2 separate regions of the Mus musculus genome follow, and region 1 is linked to region 2. Evidence: chromatin contacts called from public promoter capture Hi-C data. All regions are on one chromosome and are shown on one strand. Each heading gives the region's core, a stretch centred on a gene start, on an enhancer-like site or on the middle of the called end of the contact. The rest is flanking DNA. Distances are from core to core; before and after follow the strand shown. Region 1 holds the start of Diablo (diablo, IAP-binding mitochondrial protein). Region 2 holds the start of Anapc7 (anaphase promoting complex subunit 7).

Region 1 (3,302 bases), core at 119-2,618, 1.1 Mb after region 2:
GAGCTGCCTGATGGCTGCTGGGAAACACATGGCTATTCCTCCCGTTTCTGCCTACCCTCCCCACTTCAGTTCTTTTACAATGCATTTTTAACCTCAGGACCCTCAAAGGTTAAGCAGCACATGTGCAAAATTTAGCCCCTTCGATTTTGGTACAAGAATAACGGTCTACTTCCCAGTTCAACTGATGCTCAGTTTCAGGGGTGGTGGAGTGGGGGCAGAATCTGTTAAGAACACTGTTTCTATAACATGAGAAAATGGGAAACGTGCTCCACTCGGAAGATGCGGGTTTAGTACAGTACATGGCATCATGGAAGGGGGTACCTATGAAAGTGTGGCAGCTTGTCCAATGCTCAGGAGTTCACTAAGACTTGGAAATAGTCTCTGGGGCAAGTCAGGGTCCGGGCGTTCTTTCCCTGGCCCCTTTACCCTATATATAATAGTCACATGACAGTCCCTTACCTGAGCAATAGGAACCGCACACAGTGTCATGCCAAATCCAGTCAACACAGTTTTGTGCCATGGTTTTATCAATTCTGAGAAACAGCGTTTCTTAGAGTTAGCCAAGACAGGAAAACGCTGTCTGTACCTGGAAACATAAGTCAAAATTTAAAAAGCCCAAAATCAATCTGTAAAAGGCTCTGTGGTCTGCAGGAGTTTTGGACCAAGCAGTAAATGAGACTAAATGAGGAAGTGCCCGCAATCTTCTAAGAAAATAAACCACAGGACGGCCAGTTAAGTCTCGGCACTCGGGAGTCAGGGGCATGCGATCTGAGTTCCACGAGCGACAGGTCAATGCGCGTGGAAGCGTCCCGCCAGGCGGAGAAGTTTCAAAGTCGCCGCAGCCGATTAGCAACTTGACGCCAACGTAAAACTCTCCGGAGTGCGCAGGATTCAGCTTTAGACCCCGGGACCTGGGTTCCAGGTGTCGCCAATGGTCGCCTCCAGCAAATCCCGGGAGCGAGCCGCTGTCGCCGGTGGCCGAGTTTACGGGGACCCGTGCTCTCTCTAACAATGCGCTGCCAGCCAACGCCGTGGCCCGGCTGTCCCTCAGTGTCCCTGGGGACCCCCCAAAGCCAGCCCCCGGGATGCGTGGGAGGAGAACCACTTTCAGGCGCCCGTCCCTGATGGAGGACGAGGGACGAAGGCGGGGGCCCGCCTCTAACTTCAGAAGAAGGCGGGACGCGGCAGCACCACGGCCCGGGGCCGACGCACTGGCCGGCACGGCGCTCCCGGTTCCTCTCCGCCGCCGCCCGCCCTCTGCTACCGCGGCCGTACCTGAACAGAGAGCAGACGCTCCGAGTCACCCAACTTCTCAGAGCCGCCATCCCGCGGCGGACCGACGCCGGACGCACGCGCCGGAAGTGACGCAGCATAGCAAGCAGAAGCGCAAGCGAGGCGGGGCCCAAGGAGCCCGGAGCTTCATGGTCACGCCCCCAGAGGAGGACGCGGTTGCGATTGGACAAACGGAGTGGGCGGGGCCGGGACACCAGGAAACCGCTCTAACGGTCGCACCTGGCTTCCAACCGCTCCGACTTCGTCGCCGGTCCCCGCAGGCTCCAGTGCACGGGTGCTGAAGCCGGGTCGCGCGCCGTGACGCGGGCAGCGGGCTGGGGGGCGAGGCGAGGCGGGGCCGCTCCTGGAAAGGGAGACTGTGTGGCCAGGGAGGGGAAGCTCGGAGCCACGGCGAGGCGCGGTGGGGCGGGGCGGAGCAGGGCGGGGCCGGGGCGCTGTCACTTCAGCACCAAGAAGTAGGTGGTCCAGCCGGCCAGCAGGAGCGCCCCGATGAGCACAGTGTAGCTGAGGAGCACGAAGGCGAGCAGCTCCCGCAGCAACTGCAGCACGTGGATGGTGGACGAGGTCTGCATCGCCCTGCAGAGACCGGGAGCCTGAGCACGCACAGGCTGCACGCAATGAACAGTACTCTTCCAAGGCCAAGGAAGCCCAAAGTGCTATTCTCCCCTACACTGAAAGTCTAAAGCAGTAGTTGCCCCCCACTCTCACTGGCACTTGAACTCAGACAAGGGAAGGAGCCTGGTCTTTTCCAGTCCTGACTCTGTATTAGGCTCCAACCGCCCTCTCTTCCCACCATCTCTTGCATTTTTAATGGAGCTGGTGCCGCTAATGGGCTAGTGGAAGACAGTTTTATTTTCCCTTCACTCAAGCCGCAGCCCTGTCTATGGCCCTGTCTCATAGTGGAGGGGAAGCAGCAGGACATTGCTCATTCCCTCCGTCATTCCCCTGGCCTTGTCGATGATAGATTTTAAGGATTTTTTCTTGTGTGTGCCCCCAGTATGCTTGCCTAATAGCCAGTCAGGATTAAAATTGAAGGGTGTCAAGTGATGGGTACTAACTCGATTTCACTCATATCTTTCTTGATATGCTTTATGCATCTGCCCTTAGCTAATTTCACCTCAGATGCTAAGAGTCACAAGCTAGCTCAAATTCATTGCTGCCTTGCCTAGCAGTTACCATCAATGGCAGCCTCTAGTTTCCCACTCTTCCCAATTTACTTACTTGGCAAAGTTTCCACGACTCTTCCACCTCCACAGCTTCCACAGCCGCTCTCAGGTATGGTGAAAGTAGACTTGTACGCACTCCAGAGATCTGGGCAGAGCTGAGAGGTCTTCAGGCAGCTGGAGCACTCAACAACTAGGTGTGGTCTAGCGACCAATTACAATCTCTGTGTGGTTTCTGAGCTCCCAGGGAGCTGCGCACAGGCAATGCCAGACCAGGCGGGGCATTAACAGCCCTGCCCGCCCTCTGCCTGCATTACCTCCACAGCCTACAGGATGAGGCATCAGCAGTTTCCAGGACTTCTGACTCAAATGGGCTGAACAAGTGGTACACTAGGGGGTATTTCAAGCCCCTTCTTGTCTTGCTTGTCTAAATACTACAGACAGGCTGTACTTCCAATACTGCTAATACTGAGAGCAGCCCAGTTAAGTCTGGGATCTGGCAGAACCACTACACATTCACCAAGACTATCTTAGTAATGGAAAAGCTGCTGTTTTAAGAACGACAAGTGTGAACATGAATATGTGTGTGTGTGAGAACCATAGATGATAGCCCCAGAGCACGTGATCCTAATTTACAAAGTTTAGCAGTTTGCAAACTCAGTGCCCAGGCACTTTCCCAGTATAGCCACTTCTAAATTCAACGACAAAGGTGAGGCCCAGAAGGAGCCAGCTGGGAAAGCACAGAACATGTTCCCGTTCTGATGGAACAAAGGAAAAGTGACCAGGAATAGACAGCGCATCCTTCTGCTTGTACTCGATTATAAAGACTATTATTGACCTCTGAGA
Region 2 (3,470 bases), core at 541-3,040:
GCCATATCACCTCACCAGGCACGCAGCTTCAGCCAATCAGGGCAGCAGGGGCATGTCTCCACCAAAATGGATTCGCCAGTATCCTGGTGCACCTGCGCAGCTCTCATGAAGGTTGTGGCTTATTTTCAGGTGTATGAGGAAGTCAGGTGCAAGTCATAAGACTTAGCTGCAGTCCTGGGCACCTTCTTGGGACTGCTGCCACACCCACTCCTCACGTGGGGTCAAGATGTCTTTGTCATAGGCTAGTGAGATGGTTGAGTGGTTAAGAGCACTGGCTGTTCTTCCAAGGTCCGGAACTCATTTCTCAGCAACCACATGGTGGCTCACAACCAACTATAAAGGTATCTGATGCTATCTTCTGGTGTGTCTGAAGACAGCTACAGTGTATACTCATATACATAAAATAAATAACTAAATCTTTTTTAAAAAATGGCCTTGAATCTCAAATTTAAGCAAACAGCTTCAGTTGTTTACATTTTAATTGCATGTAGTTATTTATTTTGTGCGAGTGAGAGGCACATGCGGCTGTCTCAGAGGACAACGTGAAGGAGTCAGGTCTCTCCTCCCACACAGGGGATTGAATTTACAAAACTAGCCTTGCTGATAAGTGGTTTTACTCTCAGGCTGCCCAGCTTCAACATTTGAAAGTTTTGGTTTCCTTGTCGGCAAAGAAGGACTGACAATTCAAAGTACTTATTTGTTTGTTTGTTTGTTTGTTTGTTTTAAGCGTTTTCAAACAGGGTTTCTCTGCGTATCCCTAGCTGTCCTGGAACTCACCCTATAAACCAGGCTAATCTTTAACTCACAGAGATCGGCCCAACTCCCAAGTGCTAGAATTAAACCACCCCCTGCCAACGTTGTTATTTATTTATTGAATATGAGTACACCATTGCTCTCTTCAGACACACCAGAAGAGGGCATCAGATCCCATTAAATGTGGTTTTGAGCAACCATGCGGTTGCTGAGAATTGAACTCAGGATCTCTGGTATAGCAGTCGGTGCTCTTAACCACTGAGCCATCTCTCCAGATCCAAGTTGTTGTTGTTTGTTTGTTTGTTTGTTTCAATGTATTTTTATGAGTATCTGCATGCCTGAGTGTGTATGTCTGTGCACCACATGCATGTATGTGCCCATAGACGCCAGAGGAAGGAGTCGGATGCCCTGGAGCTGGCCTTTCAGACTGTTGTGAGCCACCAGGTAGGTGCTAGGAACCGAATTCCCCTGCAAGAGCATGCAGTTTTAATTTCTGAGGCGGCTCTCTCCCTCTATGGAAATGGCTTCAGCATTGCGATTTGTGAATATGCAATGCAGTAACGAGTTCGTAAAGGCTTGAGATGTTGACAGTGGGGCGATCAGAGATCCAGCTCATCCCTGTAACTATCTTTTCTTCGCACTTGGATCTAGCGGGTCACTTGGACGGGCAAGCCATGCCTTGCACCAAGGAATCTATTCCCAGTGACAGGGACAAGAGTCGCCAGGAGAGGGGGGCGTGCCACCTTCGCCTAGGACGCTCCCGTAGTTGGAGAAAGCCAGCCCTTGCGCGCCTGATTCGAAAATTCAATTTTTAACTGTCCGTTTTCCGCCTCCGCTGTGTTTAGGATGAACTCCTGTGCATTGTTACTAGCCTCCGCGAGGCATCCATTCCTCTCAGGCTGTCTTTAGCGCAGCAAAACTACGATTCCTACTGGGATGGCTTTGAAGATGATGATGATGGAGAAAACCCTTTCGCCGCTGCTTCTTTTTACTCAGGCACGTCCGTGGCTACCTCCATCTTCGGGGGGCGGAGCCGCGTCTGGACCGGAAGGACCCCGGCGCCGTCTCCATTTTGGAACTTTCCCCGAGCCTCTGCTCTCGGTTCCCGGGAGTTCTGTCCGCCGCTGCCGGTGCCGCGGTGTCGCCGGGGGCCACGGTGTTGCCGGGCAGGATGAGTGTGATAGACCACGTGCGGGACATGGCGGCTGCGGGACTGCACTCCAACGTGCGGCTCCTCAGCAGCCTGCTGCTCACCATGAGTAACAACAACCCGTGAGTTGGAGAGGCGGGGAGGTGGCGGTCCCGGGAGCCGGGGTTGGCGGTGGCGGGGGGACGGTGTGGTCCCGCGGAGGGCTGCGCGGGATCCGGCCTCGGTGGCCTCGGAGTTCTGGCTCCTTCCAGAACGACGAAGTCCCCTGAGTCCCGGGGACCCAGTCCACCGAGTGTCAGCCGTGGGGGTGCCACCCCAGCGGAGGGAGGGGACCCCACTTTCCGAGACTGAGAGCATCGGTGGCGGGCGCGGTGGCGCCTTTTTTTAATTTAAAAGGAACCCTGGCAGTCTAATGTAAGGCCCGACATTGCCGCCGGGGAGTGACTGGTTTTGTGTGGTTGTGTTTACAAACAGGGGTCTCCTGTAGCCCAGGCTAGCCTGCCCCAGGCTGTGTGTGTGTGTGTGTGTAGTCAAGGAAGACCTTGACCTTCTTACCCTCCTGCCTACGCCTCCCAGAAGCTGGGGGGGGGGGGTTAACTGGTGTTTTACACCCCCACCATGCTCTCAGTGTGCGTGTGGACCTTGGGGATCGAACCAGGGATTTCAGGCGTGCTAGGCAAAACACTACCGATGGAGTGACAGTTCTATCTAGCCGGGTTTACTGCGTCTCAAAGGAAGCCCGGGACAGTTGTAGGCTTGAATTGCCTGTAAGGGCCTTGCTTAAAAATTTCCCCATCATTGCTCACTCTTCGACGTGGCTCCGCAAGTCAACCTAGTCATTCCTTTTCTCTAATTTCTCCTCCTGCCCGAGCGCTCTCAGAGCAAGCATTGGCACCGGTGGCTTCACTTTAGAACCGCTGCCTGAGCCGGGCAGTGGTGGCGCATGCCTTTAGTCCCAGCACTTGGGAGGCAGAGGCAGGCGGATTTCTGAGTTCGAGGCCAGCCTGGTGTACAGAGTGAGTTCCAGGACAGCCAGGGCTACACAGAGAAACCTTGTCTCAAAACAAAACAAAACAAAAAAAAATGCTAAGGAAATGTGTTTATTACAGGGAGGTCCAGTAGGTCGACCAAGATCACACCCTGGAGAACATAGAGGAGCGAGTGGATCTGTCTATGATTGGAGATAGTTTGTATTTCAGTCCACCACTGTCTAGTGCTTCCAAAGAACATTACAGTAGCCTTCTACTCCGTGCAGACATTTGCATTTGGCGTGGCTGAGGCTAGTCTAGTGAGACAGCCAAAGGGCTGTGAGGGGCCTGTAATTCAGTCACTACCCCCCACTCCAATTCATTAGTGTGCTTTGGACCGACTAGGCACACACATCATTTGGTCACCAGCTTCTTTTTTTTTTTTTTTTTAAAGATTTTATTTATTTATTTATTTTTATTTATTATATGTAAGTACACTGTAACTGTCTTCAGACACTCCAGAAGAGGGCATCAGATCTCATTACGGGTGGTTGTGAGCCACCATGTGGTTGCTGGGATTTGAACTTCGGACCTTCGGA

Evidence for each region. Capture Hi-C pulls out chosen DNA fragments and counts their contacts.
Region 1: a contact with region 2 is called in a promoter capture Hi-C map of liver, with 2.2 times the contacts expected there. The contact joins the promoter of Diablo here to the promoter of Anapc7 in region 2. A contact is called at or near these places in 1 of 484 Hi-C or Micro-C datasets (B cells) and 2 of 9 other capture datasets (liver and pancreatic islet).

What each region holds. Positions count from the first base shown.
Region 1 is chr5:123,522,796-123,526,097 of GRCm38.p6, forward strand. It overlaps Diablo (diablo, IAP-binding mitochondrial protein), which reads right to left and starts at 1,369. Exons shown (of 6, transcript NM_023232.3): 1 at 1,276-1,369; 2 at 460-586. The coding sequence starts at 1,325.
Region 2 is chr5:122,420,654-122,424,123 of GRCm38.p6, forward strand. Anapc7 (anaphase promoting complex subunit 7) reads left to right here and starts at 1,791. Exons shown (of 11, transcript NM_019805.4): 1 at 1,791-2,025. The coding sequence starts at 1,925.